Regions from separate parts of the Mus musculus genome. Here region 2 is linked to region 1. A link is a contact called in public HiCAR-type data. All regions are on one chromosome and are shown on one strand. The core of a region is the stretch at or near the end of the contact, and the rest is flanking DNA. Distances in the headings are between cores, read along the strand shown. Region 1 has its middle 190 kb from the start of 1810046K07Rik. Region 2 has its middle 5.2 kb from the start of Arhgap20os.

Region 1 (7,962 bases), core at 3,436-5,935:
TATGAGCCACAATAGTCCAAAGCGTCAATCATGATCCAGAATAGTCCAAACATACCAATCATGGACCACAATAGTCCAAAAGTACCAGTCATGAGCCACAATAAGTCAAAAGTGTTCATCATCCTCCAACCAACAGCCCACCATTTTCCCTGTTGACCCAGCCCAATTCCAGACTCACCTCAACTCTTTCCCCATCACTCAGTGCCTACATCACTCTCTATGGCATTTCCAACATCCTTCCCAACGACATTTACACCAAATACCACCAACTCTACCACCTCTTCAGCTTACTCAGAATGTTGTTGAATGTGATATGAGTTGCCATTTCTCCTCTGATAAATGGTTTTTTTTTAAATTCCTTAATTTGAGGATTAAATTAGATAGTCCTAGAAAAGCACTCAGCCTCCTGCCTGGCACCACACCGCAGTTCGAGACCTATTTTGATTATGACTTATTTTTCTAGTTAGTTTGTGATATTGGTGACCTGAATTGACTTGTATTCTCAGAAGCCCTGTGGATTTCACCTGATGAAAACTAAAGATTGTGTTATTGGACTACATTTGTGATGATGAGATTCACAGTGTGAAAACTGGGCATATCTCATTAAGTAAAGCAAGTAAGGTGGATCTTTGAAGGAGGAGACTTCTACCTCAGGTGGGTTTGGCTCAAGCTCTTACTTCAGACCCCCAGAAGGAACAACTGAGAGAACTACCCTATGCAGAGGCTAGCACACCTGTTTGCTTTCTGGAGCTGCAAAGCCCTATGAGTCACAACTAAGAAGAAAGGATTAATAAAACAATAGCCTCCCTGACCTAAACAACTACTACTTCCTTCCCTAAAATTGGGTAAAACAGAAAGGTATAAAAACTATCCGCAGCGCTAACTCTCAGGCTTTTGGTCTCAGAATCCCTCACGTTTTAAAATATGACTCAGGAACCCTAGAGCTTTGTTCACATCAGTTAGTCTGTCTTTCTTTCATGGTATTAAGAATTAAGTATTCAAGAGTATTTCTCTTTAACCCAAATGTAAGTCAGGAGCACAAGCTTTCCACAAGTATCTTGCGCTGTTCGGTTTCACAGGAAACACCTAGACTCCTGTTATGTGGCTCTGCATTCAATTGGTTGTTAAATGTTATTTTGATTAAAGTGCATGAATAAAACTAGCCTCAAAGAGATGCCTAATTAAAAAGAACTAGGATCCTGCTAAGGGAGAGTTAAAGGTTGGGTTGTAGGGCAGAACCTGAACCACATAGGTGAAACTTTGTGCTGTCAGATTAAATCCCATCAATTGTTCATGTGATTTTTAAATTATTTATTTATTTATTTACACTACATATTTTATCCACCCCCGTCTACCCTCTGACTGTTCCACATCCCATACCTCCTCTCCACCTCCCTGTCTCCAAGGGGATGTCCCCACCATCCACCCCACCTGACCTCTAAACACCCTGGGGCCTCCAGTCTCTTGAGGGTTAGGTGCATCATCTCTGAGTGAACACAGACCCAGCAGTCCTCTACTGTATGTGTGTTGGGGGCCTCATATCAGCTGGTGTATGCTGCTTGTTTGGTGGTCCAGTGTTTGCGAGATCTTAGGGGTCCAGATTAATTGAGACGGTTGGTCCTCCTACAAGGTCACCCTTCTCAGCTTCTTTCAGCCTCCCTAATTCAACAACAAGGGTCAGCTGCTTCTGTCCACTGGTTGTGTGCAATGATCTGCATTTGACTCTTTCAGATGCTTATTGGGTCTTCCCAAGTGAGATCATGATAGGTCCCATTTTTGTGAGTGCTCCATAGCCTCAGTAGTAGTGTCAGACCTTGGGACCTCCCCTTGAGCTGGATCCCACTTTGAGCCTGTCACTGAACCTTCTTTTCTTCAGGCTCCTCTCCATTTCCATCCCTGTAATTCTTTCAGACAGGGACAATTATGGGTCAGAGTTGTGACTGTGGAATGGCCCCACTCTCCCTCATTTGATGCCCTGTCATCCTGCAGGAGGTGGGCTCTATAAGTTCCCTCTCCCTATTGTTAGGCACTGCATCTAAGGTCCCTCTCTTTGAGTCCTGAGATTCTCATTCTCATTCTCATTCATTCTAGAGGGTCCCCCCAACATCCTATTTCCTGAGGTTGCCTGTGTTTGTTTGTGTTTTAAGTGGCTTTCTTACTGTACATTGATCATAGAGAAAATAATGTATGATGGAGTGATGCAAACCTTCAAAATGCTAATGTTTCACTAAACAACACACAAAAACCTAGATTGTTAGCATTGCCAACAACCTTTTAACTAGAGTCTTTTAAATATTTATTGGTCAGCTTATCAGGGACATTTTTAAACTTTCTCTTTAAAACTCATTTTAATATTTTTTTAAATCTTTGTAGGGGGTACACATGTGCCACAGCACACACGTGGAGGTAAGAGCAGGGCTCTGGGTGTCAGTTCTCACCTTTGACCATTGTCTTAGTCAGGTCATTCCTATTCCTGCATAAACATCATGAACAAGAAGCAAGTTGAGGAGGAAAAGGTTTTTCAGCTTACTCTTCCACACTGCTGTTGATCACCAAAGAAGTCAGGACTGGATCAAGCAGGTCAGGAAGTAGGAGCTGATTCAGAGGCCATGGAGGGATGTTACTTACTGGCTTGCTTCCCCTGGCTTGCTCATCTTGCTTTCTTATAGAACCCAGGACTACCAGTCCAGGGATGGCACCACCCACAAGGGGTCCTCCCCGCCTTGATTACTAATTGAGAAAATGCCTTACAGTTGGATCTCATGGAGGCATTTCCTCAAGGGATGCTCCTTTCTCTGTGATAACCCCAGCTTGTGTCAAGTTGACACAAAACCAGCCAGTACAACCATGTTTGAGACAAAGTCTCTCTTGAGTTTTTCCTTGCTGAAAATACCAAGTTAGCAGCTCCATGAATGAAACAGAAGGAAAATAATTCTCTATCCCTGGAGATCAGAAATACACTGTGAGCATGAATAAAATTATCAAATAATAAAAAATGTCAGGGTACTCATAAATACTGCTAAGTCATGCTATTTATATACCTCTTTGTATATAATTTTTCTTTTTAAAATATTTTATTAGGTGTTTTCCTCATTTACATTTCCAATGCTATCCCAAAAGTCCCCCATACCCTCCCCCCCACTCCCCTACCCACCCACTCCCACTTTTTGGCCCTTGCGTTCCCCTGTACTGGGGCATATAAAGTTTGCAAGTCCAATGGGCCTCTCTTTCCAGTGATGGCTGACTAGGCCATCTTTTGATACATATGCAGCTAGAGTCAAGAGCTCCTGGGTACTGGTTAGTTTATAATGTTGTTCTACCTATAGGGTTGCAGATCCCTTTAGCTCCTTGGGTACTTTCTCTAGCTCCTCCATTGGGAGCCCTGTGATCCATCCAATAGCTGAATGTGAGCATCCACTTCTGTGTTTGCTAGGCCCTGGCGTAGTCTCACAAGAGACAGCTCTATCTGGGTCCTTTCAGCAAAATCTTGGTAGTGTATGCAATGGTGTCAGTGTTTGGAAGCTGATTATGGGACACTTTGCCCCTTCTTAGAATTGGGAACAAAACACCCATGGAAGGAGTTACAGAGACAAAGTTTGGAGCTGTGACGAAAGGACGTATATAATTTTTCATGTAAAATGTTACATTCATCTTACATCAAAATTTTATAATATAGTGAAATCTAAGTAAACTCACCAATACACTTAGAAAGCTAGTCTTTTGTTTGTTTGTGTTTGTTTTGTTTATTGAGACAGGGTTTCTCTGTGTAGCCCTGGCTGTCCTAGAACTCACTCTGTAGACAAGGCTGGCCTCAAACTCAGAAATCTGCCTGCCTCTGCCTCCCAAGTGCTGGGATTAAAGGCATGTGCCACCACTGCCTGGCCCAGCAAGCTAGTCTTTATTAAGTCACTTTCTGGTTTCAGGATCCAGCCCAGGACCCCATGTTGGATTTAATTGTCTCCCAGTGCCGCCCTCTGGCCTAAAAGAGAGTTCTTAAGCCACTCTGTACCCTTTATGGCTTTGACACATCTGAAGGAAAGGCATGCTTAGTAATTTTGATAACAGCCCTTTCTTCCCCAAAGTTGCTTTTCCTTTAAGCCAATGTTGTAAAATTAGCTTTCATTTGCCAGCTGTGCAGTTAAATTATACACACATGCAAGGTGAAATTTTGATCCAATTGTACATTGTGAAATGGCTACCATTACTGAAGCAAATTCACACAGACCAGTGTCTCAGTTAGCACTACTGTGAATGTAGGTGGCCAGAACATGTGAGGTTTATTCACTTAACAACACTCAAGTATGTAATACATTCTTATTTATCTATTATAATTTCCAAGCATGCTACATATCAGGTCTCCAACCCTTACTTACACTACAGAAGGGAGTGTGCTCAGCACATAATACTAAAAACAACACTGATTTTTCTTATGGGGAGCTGGGATTCCACAGGCTCAATTCTTATTATATTTTCACTTTGGCTCTTGCATGTCAAATGGAAGGAAGACTAAAAGCTCCAATTATTTCCAAGAGTACAGGAAGGAGGAAGAAGAGAAGGAGCAAAAATAGGAAAGATGAAAAGGAAGAGAAATTTTAAAAAAAAAGAGGGCAAAGGACAGGGAGGAGCAATGAGGAACAGAAGAATTATGTAACTCTCAGCTCCTCTCCTCACACACATTAGAGAAGGGTTGGATTAGGACCATGAAAGTCAAAACGAGGCCGACACACTTTCCCCATTCCACTTACTATGTGGTTACTGTTAACACATGTGTTTCCAATCACCTCTATCTTAGAAACAGTGCAAATGTGGGTGCTAAGAGAATCAGATGTGCCAAACATATCTGACATCACAGCACCCTTGGAAGAACTCTCAGTGAAACCCATATATATGTGGATATCACAGTGGTTCTATTTTATTAAACTCACAACATTTCCACCCCATTTAAACTCCCTGTGATAGCGCACATCGTCATGCATTTGGGTAGTGGTTTTCCTTCCAATTGGCACTCAGAATCCTCTATTAAGCCAGATCCAAATACTAATGCCAAGTCCATGATTAGCTCTTCTTTCCACTTGGTTTCTCTCTCTCTCTCTCTCTCTCTCTCTCTCTCTCTCTCTCTCTCTCTCTCCCTCTCCCTCTCCCTCTCCCTCTCCCTCTCCCTCTCCCTCTCCCTCTCTCTCTCTCTCTCTCTCCCTCTCTCTCTCTCTCTCTCATACGTGTGCAGTGTTGGATACAACTATCTGTAGATGAGCTAAGGCTAGAACCTGGATGTGACAATGGCCCTGACAGGCATTAAAATGGGATTCCTATTGCTTTTGTATATCTAAGATTTTGTAGCTAAGGGCAGCCCATGTCTATAATCATGTTGTATTAGTGGCCCCTAGACCATGTGTGGTTCACAGATGTGTTTTATTTGGCTAGCTCCATGTTAGAAAAGCATTTGAATTTGTGGCTAATATTTATGTATTAAGAGATTCTACATGAAAATATGGATTTCTGGCTTCTTATGACAATTTTGATGTGGCCACAGTTGGGCCTACTTTTCCACATGGCAACAATTGGCCGGGGCTGCAGAGCAGCTGGCTTTTTGAGACAGGCTCTGTACCATCTGGTTAGCATCTCCATCCAGCTCACTTCTCCCATTTATGTAACTTGCCTCCTTTCTGTGGGTGTTTAGATTTTCAACACTGGTTTATAACAACGGAACTTTAGATTATCTAAGCTGCTGGTTTGACCAAAGTGAGAAAACCTGTAATGAGAACAGCTAATGACCTTTGTTTTAATCTGGTTTCTTCAAAAGTAGACCTTGTAATGAAGATTCAAATCTAATTAAATTATTTAGGAGTTGGACCCAGGAACATTAACAGGGAAACAGAGAAGTAGGCTAGGAAGAGATGAAAACCAACCAAGAATGTGTCATGAAGTAAGTCACCACCATAGTCAACTAAAGTTTAATCCTTCTAGAGAATTCTGAGAGAAGCTAGTGTATGAACCAACAGAGGGACAAGAGAGTAGGGAAATGCAAGCCGCTTCTCACAAGTTATCAGCTGGTGATTCTCAGAAGTAGCAAATCTCAGTTTTTCTAGGCAGCCATGATGAAAGCAAATCAAAAAGTACACTCAGGGAACAAGAGGCAGATGGTAAATACTGGGAATCAGTGCCAAGATTCAATGGGATATATGCAGGACACCAAGGAGCATCAGCTACATCTCCTCTGAGGTCATCTCCAGATGATGGGTACAATGATGGTTTTGTCTTGGAATAGGCAGCTGACAGTTGCTATTTTCTGACTAGCATTTCAAAGTTTCTCTGATACGAATGTCTCATTCTTTGAACAGACACCAAGCATTTTCAAATTGGCCTTCACTTTCAACAAATATCTACCCTCTGCATAAAAAGATTGTATTCAACCTAACTACCCCCCAAAAGAGAGTTAATGAGGCTATAGAGGGTGTGACTTTTGAAAATGGCAGTGTATATGCTGGAATCACCTTAGTCACCTTATTCATGGCTCTTCAACAGGATAATTCGATACCATTCACTGTTGCTAACCATGTTGAGTCATGGAAGAATTGCACATGCCTCAAGCATGTATATATAAGCTCCCCACTTATGCTGTAATTTCCTTTAATGAGAATCCTTCCTAACTCCCAGCCCCATGATATGTATAGTGTTATATCACATATTTTTCCATTGGGTTGACTACATAATCTGACAATAAGCAATCTAAGGGAAGAAGGCTTTATTTGGCTCACAATTTAAGAGGGTGTGGTGGGAAGACATGGTGGCAAGTCACATTTCCCAGGAAGCAGAAGGTATATCAGAGTGGCTCTCAAACTTCAAGATCTGCATCCACTAACTCACTTACTCTAGCAAGGCTCCACCTTCTAAGGGTCCACATTCTTCCTAAAACCATTGGCTGGGGACAAAACATTCATGCACATGAACTTATTAGTGACAGTTCACATTAAAAAATCACAATGGTTTTGCACTGAAAAAGCAGAAATCTTATGTAAATATTTATGTAGTTTAAATCCTTCAGCACCAAGTAGAAAGTAGAAAGTATTCTACAAGGGGGAAGAGTCACACAGCATTTTCATTTTCTTCTGCTTTCTTTTCCAATGGGGCTTCTCAGACAGTACTCACCTCTACTAGGGATGGACTTTCCCTAGCCATTTTACAGGCCCACATTCCAATATAGAAAAACACTCACAGAAACATCTAAAGCTATGTGTTGATAGTTTTGTAGTTGTTCCTCAAATACAGGTAAAATAAAGCCTAAAATTAACTATCATGGCACCTGGGATGTTGCCTTAGTTAGGTTTCTATTGTGCTGATAAAATATCATGGTAAGAAACAACCTCAGGCTAGAGTTTCAGTTTATAATTCATTGAAGAGGGAAGTCAAGGCAAGAACTCAAGACAGGAACTTAGAAGCAGGGAGTGAAGAAGGGGCCATTAAGGAATGATGATCACTGGCTTGCTCCCCATTGCTTGCTCATTCTAATTTCTCATATACCCCCAAACCATCTGTCTATAGATGGTACCACCGACAGTGGACTGGGCCCTCTAACATCATTCACTAATTAAGAAAATGCCCTACAGATTTGCCCATGGAGAATTTGACTGAGACATTGAGGTTCTTCTTTGCAGATAGCTTGAGTTTACATCAAGCTGATAAAAAAATTAACCAGGGCAGAAGACATTTGATTTTAGATCTAGTATATTTTTCCTGAGGTAAGAAATAATTCTTTGTGGAAATATGCCAAGCTGGACATAATTCCTCTCCAAGCTTTGGGTAGTCATATATTTTGTACTGACTGCAGGCTTACAAACACTTTTGCTAAGTTGATTTTCTGACTATCCTTTCTATTGTGATGCAAATGCATTTAGATGAGGAAAATGTCTTAGAGTTTTTTATTGCTGCAACAAAACATCATAGCCAAAAAGTAAGTTGGGGAAG
Region 2 (7,962 bases), core at 2,221-4,720, 360 kb before region 1:
GAAAGTGCGGATGTGAGGCTGCTTGTTCACATCTCAGTGTGTCACACATATATGCCTAAATATATAATCATAGCTTATTCAGTCCACTTGTATTATTTATATGTATATGATTCCATGGCTGACCACTTGGTATCGAATAAACAACTAGGGAGATTACCCAATTAAAATACTATTAGATGACTATTTTGCCTGCTTTTAGAATTTCTTAGTTGCCTATAGTTCCTATCTAGGGCTGATAAGGGGTGATAGCTACACTTATTGGTTGGTACAAGAGCAAATACTTAGAATCGCAGTTAGGAAAGTGGCAGTAGTAGGACTTCTTGTAAGACCCATGACCTCACTTCTCCTGGATGGTTGGCTAGGTTTTTAGTACCAGACACAACTTCCCTGCTGTTTATCCTAAGTCCTATTAGAGAGGCATTGGTTGCCACCAGATATGAGTACCACTATTGCACCCTTAGGGGTATTGGACCATGCTGGTCATGCTTGTAGTTCATAGATGACACAGCTAGATAGAACTATTGGTTACTTCTCTCCCTTGGAAGCTTGTCCAGCACTTGGAACTATGAAAACTAGTTCCCAGGGTGGAATATCCTTAAAGCAGCTCTTAAGAATAAAAACATTCTTCAACCTACCTGTTACCATTATCCCATCAAGAGAAACTATCCTTCATCAATATCATCTTACCTGTACTTCATATTAATAGATTGTGAATTCTCCATGAAAAATCTAATAGAGGTCTAGAATCCAACTGTTATACTCACTCAGGTCTTTTCGGTCTCCTGGGTTCTTATAAAAAATAGTATGGGCGAAATCAAAGGGTCCCAATCAGTTGTCTTGGCATGCCTCATATTCTAGAAGCTTCTGGTTGCTTCCCCATTCTGAGATCACGGTGACATCTTTTAGTGGGATAAGAATATATGTGAGAGATGCCCTTCTCTCACGATGCCAGTTGTCCCTCTGCTGGTGACATTAAGTTTAATTTTGTGGTCCATTGTTGTCTAATGAAAGAGAAGCGAGGAGAAAGCTCCAGGTGTCAATGTCATGAACGGTAGAAAGTGACAAAGAACCCGAATTCCAGCCCCAAAGCCACGGCCTCCCTCTCAAGAATAGAAAACCTGTACTTCCTCTGCAGTCTCTTGCTTGCTGAGAGCACGAAGACACACAGTTTCTGTGTGTAAGGGCCTAGTTTTAACTTCCAATGAAATTAAGGCAAAGTTCCTTTGGGCTTTGATACCACTTCTTTTAAGCCCGGGCTCAACAATGAGTGCCTGAAACACTTAGGAGATTGTTGTGAGTAGTAACAAAAGACAGAATAGCTAACCCCTGACATAGTTTTCTTCTTTGCTATGGCCACTGGATGATTTAATATTTAATATGATTGTGGTCAAACCAAGTCTAAATGGAGCAAGCCTGTAGCTGTTCTGGCCCCCAACCAAGTGGCCAGCAGCCCAATATGATATAACAGTGGTTTACTCACGAGCCTAGAGAGTAACCTTTCAGGCTGGTTGGACTCAAACAGCACTAAGCATTTCCTAGCAATGATCTGTAATGCATTTGGGAAGCCTGCTTGAATCACCCGATTAGATCATGTTTTCTAAGGGGCCTTGGTGCAGAAATACTGCCAACGACTCTGGCAGAGCCTCCTTCATTTAATAAGCCATCTTCCATTCTCTCAACGACTCCATGCAGTGAACTAGGCAGAATGGCTTCCCACTTGCAGATGCGAAAATGAAGGCTCACTGAAGTTAAGTAACTTGAGCAAAGTCATGAAACTAATGAGTGGCCATCACACACCCCAGATGGTGAGACTTTACATAGGTATCTTTGAGAGATGAACAGAACCTGACAGATGGGTTGAACAAGTTTGTGTTGCCAGCTTGCGTTTTTGCTTGGGCTCAGTTAAGAGCATCACTTAACTGATTGAAAAGGGACTATGTGGCAAAACTAGGTAGAAGGCATATACTAAGCCTATCAACCTATTTCCTACAGAGTCAAGAGAGTCCTCCTACTTGTCCCTGTAGCTTGGGGGTTAAGACTGAAGGCTTAGAGTTAAACTCATATTTGATCCCTGCCTCTGCCTTTCACCTGGAGTGACTTGTTTAATGTTGCTTGGTATGGTATTCATCTGCAAAATATGTATAATAGTAAGTCCTACCTCTTGGTGTTTGGGATGAATACTGAGTCACAGAATGCAAATTAAGTTAGTAGTCAGCCTTCCACATGACTTACTTTGTCATGCACTTAGTAAATGCTCACTTAGTAAATGCCCAATAACTAATCCATCCGAGCTCTCGAGACATTTCGTCCAGTGCTGGTTGTTTGTGGATGATCACAGTAGGACGTCATGTGATTTGTAATGGCATCTGCAAGAACTGAAGAGACTCCCTTATGGAGAAGCCCATGACTTTCTTAAGTGCTGGACTTCATGTCACAGTGTTCACTCATGCTTAGAGAGAACAAAGACATATAAAAGATATGAATGTGTCTCAAGATAGGGGTAGCAGGTGGGGGGAGGAGTATGAAAATCCATTCGTATACTCGCCAAGTAGACAGCAGAGAGAATGGTCATGGGGAGAATACGTGTACATATGCATATTTATAAATATATATATATATTTGTTACAAATCTAGGTTCTTTGTGTTCTTTTTGCAGTTACCCTTACCTCAGTAGAGACAAGCTAGCATTGGTTCGGAGGAATAGCAGCTTCTATTCTCAGCTTCTTGAGAGGTTGAATATAGGTGATTATGAATATTTGTTCCACTTTCATGTGAAGGAGACACAGGAAGAATCAGACCAAAGCAACAATGACCAAGTCGGTGGCTGCTGTCCTCTCAGAGGCAGGGTAAAAACCAATTCTAGTCTTTCCTGCTGGTGAGGAACCTGCTTTCTCATGACCCCAGGTTTAGTCACTGAGGAGGCCTTGGCCAGCTGCTCTGCCCTGTGACCTTGGCTGGAAAGCAAAGCCCGAGAAAGCCACCGAGCCTTGTGTACCTTCTTAGCAGTCACCGTTCACACTGAAGGATGATGAATTGCCTAGGAGAGCAAGGATGCTTCTCTCTCCTTGGCTGAGGTCCCACAAGCCTCTTCCAGAGGACCATCTTTTACTCTTAACCTTGGAGGAGTTGGTTTGTACCTGATTTGTACCTGCAAAATCTGTATGTCCCATATACAACTTGGATCACCATTCCTTGAAAATCAAGGAATGTGAAGCTAGGGACAAGCAGGGAATGATGAACAAGAGCTCTTGGCTTGGTTGGGATTACACATATTTGCATGTAGGGGAGAGAAGAGGATGAGGATCGACCCTTTCGCTTTTGTTTTTACATTTCAGAATCACACAAATGGCCTCTGGAATCCTCTGGCAGCTGGTGGGCTGTGATTCAGCAGGCAATGAATTATATCCTCCAGTCGAGAGTAGAATTACAAATATCTTCAAGATGTTCAGTGCTCTGGGAAAGGGCAGCCAACTCGTGCTGGCTCTGTGGGATGCCTCCTGTCTGCACAAGAATGCAGCACCTCTCCCTCCAGAGGGGAGGGGAAATAGGCTGCTGGAGAAGAAGCATGCTGCATGAAAGAGGTACATGATTTAGGGACATAGGTAGGGCCAAGTGTGGGTAGGCAGGGTGGGGAAAGCCCAGGGAGTACCATGGGCCTGGGCCAACTCTTCAGGTGAAGTCCTCTTGAATTAGTGTCTGAGGAGTGGCTGTTTGATCAAGGGCACTGGTGAACCTGATACTGCTTGATGAAGCCTGGCTCATCTCAGATGCAAATATTCATTGTTTACCCCCAATGTAGGAAAAGATAACCAAGAAGCTGTCATCACTAGCACAAGACAAAGCATACGCAGGAGCAATGACTTGATTAATTCACACCGATTTATTGAGGCATTTGAACGTAGGATAGCATTGGATAATAGCTTCAAGTTCTGTCATTTGAGAAAGTTTACCATTGAGAAGCATCTCGGCTCCCACAGCAGTACCTCAGCACCTAATTTTGAGGCTGTTGCCTTTGGGGGGTGCTGCATAGACTTCATCTTTGCACTAACCTGTGAACAACAGAGGGCAGAGATTGGTTTGTGTCCGTTACCAATGGCATCTCCTCTCTCAGCACTTTTCCTGGCTTGGTAACCAGGAACGTGTAATACAAATTTGCCACTTGTGGATGGGGTCAAAAGCTGAAGCAGGGGTAGAGTGAAGTGGTGACTTCCTGCCTTTGATCTATGTAGTTCTAATGGACCTCATCAACCCTGGAATTGTTTTACTTCTCTGCCAAGCTTAGATCAGAGACTCAGCATACTCTTGAGAAAGTGGCTCTCAGCTCTTGTATTAACTATGTATGTATCTATCTATTTATGCATCTATGTATCTATGCATCTCTACATGTATGTATGTATGTATCTATCTATCTAACATCTATGTATGTATGCATGTATGTATGTATCTACCTATCTAACATCTATCTATGTGTGTGTTAGAACATGCAGCTATGTACACCTGCCATGCATATGTGTGTGTGTGCGTGCACATGTGTGAGTGTGGAAATCAGAGGGTAACACATGGGAGTTACCTCTTTCTTTTTACAAGATGACTTAGGGATTGGACTCCCTAAGTCAGGCTTTACACACTGAACCATCTTGTTAGCTTTGTTCTCATGGTAGGAACTCTCAAACTGGGTCTGGCATCCTTATTAGAATTCTGGAGAATGTTTAGTTAATGTTTACTTAAGACATTCATTTATTCATCTTCCAGTTGAGCTCACAATCTTCCAGTTGTGTAGAAGCAAGGTGTGGAATTGGGAAGGTACCCGAAGCAAAGGAGGCTGGTCACGAGTTCAGGCCGTATTGGCTCTGACAACTCTTTTCCATGAAGAAAGAAACTAGCCTTTCCTTTGTTAGCAAGACAACAACAAGAAGAAGTGTTAATTAATCTGTCAACTTCCCCTCTCAGGAAAGAACATTTATTTATACTTATGCTAACTATTTTGTATAGCCCAGCAGTGAGAAACCCTTCTCACATTATAGCAATATTCTTTTTCCTTACAAAAAAATGGGCTTTGAGACAGGTCTCATTCTGTAGCTGGCCTTGACTCTTATATGCTAGGATTGCAAGCCTGAGCTCTTGTGCTTGGCATTCTTTCTCTTTGCATTTTAAAATGAATGTAGTAATTATAATATTAATGTGGTATAGCATACAGTATAGTTTTCCAACACATAAAAACTTGTATATATTCAGTGTATGTATATATGCATATATGCATATATACATATATATATTCATTGTACACACACACACATATATATTTCAGTGTAAAATGAACACACACACACACAGTTATATGAAGTAGGTGATTCTTGGTTTTCGACCTAGGGTCACAAACATTCTGGGTAAGCATTCTATCACTGAGTTCCAGCCCCAGCCCCATGGTACTTCCTGATAGGGTGTCTAGAGGCTGGCTTTCATAGTGTTTTTGTATTTGGTGATAAATAGAAGCACTTTTCATCATTTGAAATGATCCACATTCCTTAGATGCATGCCACAGAAAACTCAACTAGGAGCCAGGGAGATGTCTCACTAAGCAGAGTGACTGCTGTGTCAGCAAAGACCCAAGTTCAGATTCAGCACAGATAAAACAGCCAGTAATGACAACAGCCAGTAATGACCTGCATCTATGACACTAGCACGGAAGACAGGCAGAGGCAGATACAGGCAATTCCCGGGCACACATGGTCCAGCCAGCCTAGCCAGTCAAGGAACTCTAGGTTCAGTGAGTGACTCTTGTCTCAAAGATGAGGTGAGGATCTCCACAGATGCATATCCACATGCACACATGTACCCACCCACATACACACACACCACACGCGTGCGCGCGCGCGCGTGCACACACACACACACACACACACACACACACACCTAACATTACATGAGCATTGTTTCCAGAATTAGTAAATGTCCAGGACTGGTGGCTCAATGGTCTTCAGAGAGAGACACCCAGACTAGGCCTGTCTTTATATTGCATTATTATTTGTAAATTTTCTTATTCAAGGTTAACTCAGGGCCAAATATGATCAGAGTCATGTCTTTAAAATCCAGTCTCCATTTACGACAGATATCCACTGTTGCTCAGAGTCCCTTAGTTCCTCCTGGGCCATTTGTAACTTCTTGTGAGCAGTGTGGTGGTTTGAATATGCTTGGCACTATTTGGAGGTGCGGCCTTGTTGGAGTAGGTGTGACCTTTGTGGAGGAAGTGTGTCACTGTGGGCATTGGCTTTAAGACCCTCATCCTAGCTGCCTGGAAGTCAATCTTCTCCTAGCTGCCTTCGGAACAAGAGGTGGAAATCTCAGCTCTTCCAGTCTCACATCTGCCTGTACACTGCATGCTCTTGCCTTGATGATAATGGATTGAACCTCTGAACCTGTAAGCCTGTCCGAATTAAACATTTTCTTTATAAGAGTTGCCTTGGTCATGGTATCTGTTCACAGCAGTAAAACCTTAACTGTCTTAGTCAGGGTTTCTATTCCTTCACAAACATCATGACCAAGAAGCAAGTTGGGGAGGAAAGGGTTTATTCAGCTTACACTTTCACATTGCTATTCATCACCAAAGGAAGTCAGGACTGGAACGCAAGCAGGTCAGGAAGCAGGAGCTGATGCAGAGGCCATGGAGAGGTGTTTCTTACTGGCTTGCTCAGCTTGCTTTCTTATAGAACCCAAGACTACCAGCCCAGACATGGTACTACCCACAAGGGGGAGGCCCCTTGATCACTAATTGAGAAAATGCCTTACAGATGGATCTCATGGAGGCATTTCCTCAACTGAAGCTCCTTTCTCTGTGATAACTCCAGCCTGTGTCAAGTTGACACACAAAACAAGCCAGTGCACTTAACTAACACTAGCAGCTTTAGGGGACTCTGCAAGGTATGAATTCACTCTTCAGTTTGGATGGAGAGCAGCCAGCCCTGGCCATGCTGCTCAGTGAAAGTCAGTTTTATACTGTCCTACCTAAACATAGTTCACTTTGACCCGTGTTTGCTCTTTTGAAGGTAGGAAGGCACCAGGAGCTTTGGCTTAGTCAGCCCAGCCAGTTTGGGGTCTAATGGGAACAGTAGTGCTTCTTGTGGCCCTGGCCATGTCTCTGTAGCCATGGAGGCTCAGCCTCTGCCAACTTCTCACCTAACTTCTCCCTGGTCCGTGCTGCCTGGTCCTCCAGGTGTTTATGGAGCCCATCCTGGCTCTGCAGCCTCCTGACCACTTTGACATCAGCTTTCTAAAACATTCCCTTTTGTGCTTCAGTCAGTAAGTTTCTGTTGCTCACAACCATAGAGCTTTGGCCAGTTGAAGCCAAGTTCTGTGTATTAAAAGTAAACACAGGCCTCATGCTTCTGTTTTGTCCACTCCAACCCATGCCTTCTCATTCCAGCTGACATCTTTATATTAAGACTATTTCTAAATATGCCTCTGTAGCTTGTGTGCATAAAAAAATCATTTTTAACCTATAATGTATCTCTAGTAAATTTGATTTTCTTTGGAATGGTACATTTATGTTAAGGTTATTTTAATCTGGACATCTGTTTTCACAGATCTTGCTCCTTTCTAAGTCTTAATTTAAGCCACTGACAACGGCAGGCAAAAAAAAAATCATAACCCTTCAACTCAAAGTGACGTTTTAATTATGAAATATTTCAAAGGTGTAGAGAATGCCTCATCACACTCCGGTGTCTCAACCCAGAGTAAACAGCTCTTACCCCCCACACTTAGGAGGGAGAAACGGCAGGAACGGGAGTTCAAAGACCGCCTCTGCTACTGAGGAATTGTCAAAGCCAGCCATAAGACACTGTTTCAAAAAAAATCAAAACCAAACCAAACAAACAAAAAAACCAGGAAACAAAACAAACAAACCAATAATAATAAAACCCCAAACACTGAGAAGTCCCATTTTTAAGTCTGTATCTTAAAAGTATT

What was found. HiCAR-type assays count read pairs that join an accessible place to other places.
Region 2: a HiCAR-type map of fibro-adipogenic progenitors shows a contact between it and region 1, with 3 times the contacts expected there. The contact joins two enhancer-like sites. A contact is called at or near these places in 5 of 39 promoter capture datasets (embryonic stem cells, hippocampal neurons, liver and 1 more) and 1 of 115 datasets of contacts at active chromatin or transcription factors (fibro-adipogenic progenitors).

What each region holds. Positions count from the first base shown.
Region 1 is chr9:51,515,469-51,523,430 of GRCm38.p6, reverse strand. No RefSeq gene overlaps it. Among named protein-coding and RNA genes, the nearest start is that of 1810046K07Rik, 190 kb to the right of the region's middle. Within about 2 kb of position 4,685, at least 20 of the 459 cell types and tissues checked have an H3K27ac peak or open chromatin away from gene starts, as enhancers often do. A contact at or near this core is called in fibro-adipogenic progenitors, where this site is marked.
Region 2 is chr9:51,877,064-51,885,025 of GRCm38.p6, reverse strand. No RefSeq gene overlaps it. Among named protein-coding and RNA genes, the nearest start is that of Arhgap20os, 5.2 kb to the right of the region's middle. Within about 2 kb of position 3,470, at least 23 of the 459 cell types and tissues checked have an H3K27ac peak or open chromatin away from gene starts, as enhancers often do. A contact at or near this core is called in fibro-adipogenic progenitors, where this site is marked.